Linked DNA regions of Bicyclus anynana: region 2 is linked to region 1. The links are chromatin contacts, called in public Hi-C maps. All regions are on one chromosome and are shown on one strand. Each heading gives the region's core, a stretch centred on a gene start, on an enhancer-like site or on the middle of the called end of the contact. The rest is flanking DNA. Distances are from core to core; before and after follow the strand shown.

Evidence for each region. A called contact is a pair of places that touch in the nucleus more often than the background predicts.
Region 2: a Hi-C map of whole larva shows a contact between it and region 1, with 3 times the contacts expected there. The contact joins the promoter of LOC112054731 here to the enhancer-like site in region 1. A contact is called at or near these places in 2 of 2 Hi-C or Micro-C datasets (whole body and whole larva).

What each region holds. Positions count from the first base shown.
Region 1 is chr5:7,798,395-7,801,330 of ilBicAnyn1.1, reverse strand. The region is part of intron 1 of LOC112054731 (transmembrane protein 132E); the gene reads left to right. Among protein-coding and RNA genes, the nearest start is that of LOC112054731, 63 kb to the left of the region's middle. Within about 2 kb of position 1,495, at least 4 of the 8 cell types and tissues checked have open chromatin away from gene starts, as enhancers often do.
Region 2 is chr5:7,861,848-7,864,547 of ilBicAnyn1.1, reverse strand. LOC112054731 (transmembrane protein 132E) reads left to right here and starts at 1,432. Exons shown (of 21, transcript XM_052881784.1): 1 at 1,432-1,877. The coding sequence starts at 1,847.

The DNA.
Region 1 (2,936 bases), core at 246-2,745:
CGTGGGTGGCATGCATTTTACACAAAGTGCAGGCATGGTTTGTTTAAAGTTTGAACGTTGCAATGTTTGGGAACCGCCTGGGGTATTCATAATTCTTACTTGTTTATTTGTTTTAATTATAATTTACACTACCGCGTCTCGCGATGAAGGAATAAGTTCGAGCCTGAATGCGTTACTGTTGCATGAATTATTACTGTTTCAGAAACATAATAAATAATAGTAAAAGGCATTTCCTTCTGTTATTAGCTAGCGCTATATTATAAGTGATACTTTGATGCGTGCTTGCATGTAGATAGCAACATGTTCCACGAAATTATTTACATAAAATTTGACTATCATATATCAACTATCTTATATAAAAAAGTTTAGTAACATCAAATTATGTCGTGATTGCCCAAGATTGTTTCGTTGCTCACAATCGACTGTAGAGGACGCTGCTACCCAAGCTACCCAGCACGGTGTCAACACAAACCCCAGAATACTAAGCACGCGTATTGCGGAATGATCGCGCCTTCTGTACTCGTGCTATGATAAACATCCTGGCATGCATCAAGAAGGCCGCGTGGCGCGGTGGGTAGCAGCGGTGAGGGGTCCACACAGCCCGATTCCCTCAGGGTTACCTTTTAAAAATCTATGCAATACATACATATTTATTTTTGTAATGAAAATACATATACGAGTATGTATGGATATTGGATGTATGAAAAATCAGAGTTTGTACCAAGCGGTATGAATTTCCTTTACTTTGGGACTGCTTGCCTTCGTCAAATTTATTGTGGTAATCGGCTGTGTGTCGTGTCGTCGTTATTTCTGTGATGGGAGCCCATGTTCTAAGTGTACATTATATATTATAAATACATATTTTATATGTAGTATATAAATGTATATTAATGTAATTTGTTTTAATTGTGAAATTCCTTTTTTTCAGGTACGTAATCATCTACGGAAACCCATTTTTGATATTCAAACCGTTGTAAAGGTACAGGTGATTACTTTTTACAATAAATATTTAACCAAGTAGCTATAGTATAATATATATTTGAACGAGCAAGCGTTTAAGTTTTTATAAATTGATCTAATATATGACAACTGACAACGCAATGATATGGTACCATGAGGTTTGTTGATAGTTTCGGAAGGAGGCTAAATAAGCTCCTAAAATAAACAAAAAAGAAAACCTAGACAAGCCCAAGCTTGACTTGCAAATGAGCCCACACTCATTCGTAGGCACTACTACATGTTAAGAGTTTCAAAACAAGGTGTGTTTTTAAAATATATATATTTTTTTTAAATTATATTCGCTAACGAAAAGGACGTTTTCGAGTTATCTTAACAAACGAGTAGCTCTTGAACGCGCTGCGTCACGGCTGTTGCCTCGGAAGACTTTTTACGACCGCGAGCAAAATTTTATGCCCGTTGAGTGCCTTACATAGTACCACGTCATTTCAGTTCGCTGAACGTGAAGGTTCGCTGTTTTTATGCGTCCCATACAGTTCCTCTCCTCGTTTACAAGGCGGAGGCCTAGTGTGGATTTTATATCGACTTGCCTTTTGGACTGCGATAGCCAGACCTACCCACCTAAGATACCTTATTTTATGTAGGCTTATCAGCCTGTAATATCATATTGACGGCCTTCGTGGCGCAGTGGATTTATAAGCCGGATGTCCTGGGTTCGATTGAGGTTTTCTCTCAATTGGTCCAGATCTGGCTTGTGGGAGGCTTCGGTCGTGGCTAGTTACCGCCCTACCGAAAAAGACGTACTGCCAAGCGATTTAGCCTTCCGGTACGATATCGTGTAAAGGGGGTGTGGATTTTCATCCTCCTAACAAGTTAGCGTTCATCTAAGACAGCATCATCACTTACCATCAGGAGAGATTGTAGTCAGGGACTGACTTGTAAAGGACTAAAAAAAATGCCTCGAACATAAGTTAGTGCGATAGCTCATAGACGAGTTTGGACTGTGGTGGCCTTAGAAGGTAGCAAATTTCAAAGGCTTCAATCATTAATTAAAGTATAATTGTTTATATTTTCCTGGCCATAATATGAGAAATCATGTCCCCAATCGCCAGCTACTTCATGGCAACCTTTCAAATAACACCCTCAAAATATCAAACTTAAACAGTCTGTATTAAAGGGTTGTCGACTGGAGTCATGATTCCTTATGATATACGGTAGAAAATATCAAAACATTATATTTTATAATTGGGCAGTTGATGATCTTTGATCCTTGATACCTTTCAAAGCCATCCATAGTATTTCTACTATTAGATATTATGTTACGTGCCTTGAACATCGCCGCAAAAAGTAATCCGAATTTAGTACTTCACTTAGCGCACACAGGCACAATTTTATGTTTATTTATAATATAATTATATTTAATATACTCTTTACACTTCTTGAACACACAGCTCGACAATGTAGACAATATTTATTAGGTACTACTTGTTGAAGACAATTAGCCACTTTGTCTGCCTCAGTTTCGACGAGGAAAAAAGAGGAATGTCTGACTATCACAGGCTTTCATTCTATTTTGCTCGGCTCCTTGTCGCGCCCACACATCATTTTCCAGTCATAACATCTTGGTACGCAACGTGCAAACCGTGCGGCATTAACATTTTTGGATTTTTTGTTTGCTTTTATAATGTAAACAAGTTTACACTTTACTGGCTCATGCCGAAGTTAAGCTGTAACTTCTGTAAATAACACAAAGTGGAATTACATTATGGTTGTAGTTTTGGAAAATTACTTATGTTACTCATAGAAAGTTATTTGTATTATTCTGTAGTGGGCCGATATGATTTGAGATAAGACTATAGTCTGGCAAGTTCGTTGAGAACACTCCCATGATATGCGGGCGACAGGGGGAAAGGCTGTGCGGGTGTGAAATCGTGCGCGCATCGGTCGTGGGTTTTTCATGCATCGCTACACGCCCCCCA
Region 2 (2,700 bases), core at 183-2,682, 63 kb before region 1:
TACATTAATTACTCGGTGTTATTTTGCACGTAACATTTTAACGTGAAAGTGTAGGTATTCAAATTAATATTTACATACATTTTCATATTTATTATTAAAAAAAAGTTACCACGAATTTATCTCTACCTATGAAACGTAAACTAATCCTACGTTATTTGTCTTACGACCAATATTCCCGTATCCTTCCAATTTGACGGCCTCCGTGGCGCAGTGGTATGCGCGGTGGATTTACTTAACGGAGGTTCGATTGAGGTTTTCTTAGTTGGTCCAGTTCTGGCAGGTGGGAGGCTTGGCCGTGGCTCGTTACTACCCTACCGACAAAGACGTACCGCCAAGCGATTTAGCCTTCCGGTACGATGTCGTGTAGAAACCAAAAGGGGTGTGGATTTTCATCCTAACAAGTTACAAGTTAGCCCGCTTCTATCTTAGATTGCATCATCACTTACCATCAGGTGAGATGTGAGATTGTAGGGCTAACTTGTATAATAAAAAAAAAGTTGAAAATACTGTGCTAGGCATAGATAGGGTAGATACGCCAATGTACCTAACATTGGCGTAGCGTGCCTTGGGCCTTATAGCAACATTAATTATGGCCCAAATGAAGGGTAAAGATTTCTCGCAAAAGAAATAAAAATGCTCGCTTAAAATAAATACCTATGACAGTTACTTAACCCTGTTTCCAAATTAGGGGCGCACTCTTAACCAGGGAAAAATTAGATTAGATTTACTTTACTTTACTTTTACTATACTTTTGTCATTTCTGAAGTGAAAACTCCACAGTTTTTTCCCGAGGAGCACCAGATTAAGTGAGATTGTGTGGATTACATTTTACTAATTTTTAATTTCACATGTAAAGAGACTCTAGAGCACCGTATCATTGATACGGCGGTAGCTATGCCCCTTGGGTATGACCATGTTAGCTTTAACCTTTCCTGTTCTGTGGGTACGACAATTAGTCCAGCGGGTGGGGTTCGAACATATAACCTCTCGTCATTGAGTCTGTTTCCATTAGCGCGGAGGTGTTCTGGCATGGCTTAAGCTTATTGTTATGTAGGTAGATTGTAAAAAAAAATATTATTAAAATCTTCAGAAATTAAAATACTTGCAGTAAATTGTCTAAGTTGTACTTTACTATAACCCTTTTTTAACAAATACTGATTACAGAAAAATATCACTTCAAGCAAGAGAAAAAGAAAATTTCGACAACTGAAAAGAAAAATGGGAAATCTTCAGACGCCTGTAAATTCTACACGTGGCGTCTCTAGAACGGAGGGAGGAATTAGGGGAATCTTCAAAGGAGAATTCGTAGTGCCTAGTTAAGGATGTTCGATGTGGGAAGGAGGCGTCGTCGGTCAATACTGGTGGTGGTGCGGTGAGGTGCGGCGCAGGCGTACCCCGCCCCCGCGCGCGCGCCCCGCTCCCCGCAGCCGGCCCACTCACGCAACTCGCGAGTCGACCGCCGAGCGCTACGATCGCGTGCGAAGCTCTCCGCTCGAGCCATGTGTAATGTTTTCATCGCAGTGCATATCTGTCAACCAGCTTTCGGACGCGATGTTTTAAATCATGAATGAATAACTTCCCCATTTGTTGTCGGCACGCGATTTTGCTGCCATTTCAAACGGCTCGAAAGGCCAGCTTTCGCCGGGTGTCCAGTTTTTCTCGCGAGCTTGTGCCGTTGACACTGCAGCGTGCGGGACCCGCAGTGCAAGTGTGTGGTTGATTAGCGAACGTAAAGACGTCAGCTGAGTCGCGTAAACATTGGCTTGACCGGGTTTGTCTGATGAAATGGCTGTACCGTCTTCGTAAATTGCCTGACGCGTGAGAGACACGTAAATAGGATTCCAAGATGCGGCGCCTGGTTCTGCTCCTGCTGACAGGTAAGGAAAAGAAACTTTATTAAGCTTTTTTATTATGCTTTTGCTCTATGTATTTAGTTAGTATGATAGGTTAGGTTAAAGGGCATGAGCCAAAGTAAAGTTCGTGAGACTCGATTGATAAGACTGCGAGCTTTCACGTTTTCTACAGAGTGGCCCCAAAAGTTTCATACTTACGTAGGTTGTATGTAGTTAGTAGTTAAGTACTAGGTATTATTTAAGTACTTAAATATACAGATTTTTATTATTTGCTATTTAATAATTATTATTATTTAGAAAAAAAATATTTAATATTTACATATATTACATTAGGTACCTACTTACATACTTGGTATATAGGTACGTCTCTCTTTTTATGCGGATTTTGATGAATGGGTAATTAAATTAAAATGTGTTTCTATAAAATTTATAGATTACCTACCTACCTTCATATAAAGATTTCTACAAAAGAAATATATCTTCCTATGCCTACCTACCTATATTTAAAAGAGCAGTAATTTAAGGAGGAATTGTTTCAAGGAGTTTGTTTTGTAAGGAGGAATTCATGAAGTTATTTGAGTTGTTAATTAATAACCTACTTATTTTAGTAATTAGGGATTATTTATTATTATTTTCTGAAAAGCTCATTTTCATGGGAAGAAATTGGAGGGTAGGAAGGTTCCGGAGAAATGATAGAGCGATTTTATGCGTGTCTGTAATGTACGGTGCGTGCCCAAATTACTGAGTCCTGTCCTGACAATGTTTTAGAGCCTGCAATAGCCACATATGCCTCATTTAACGAAGGCTGAAACTTTGTCAGCCTATGCTACTACTGTTGGTAAGTGAG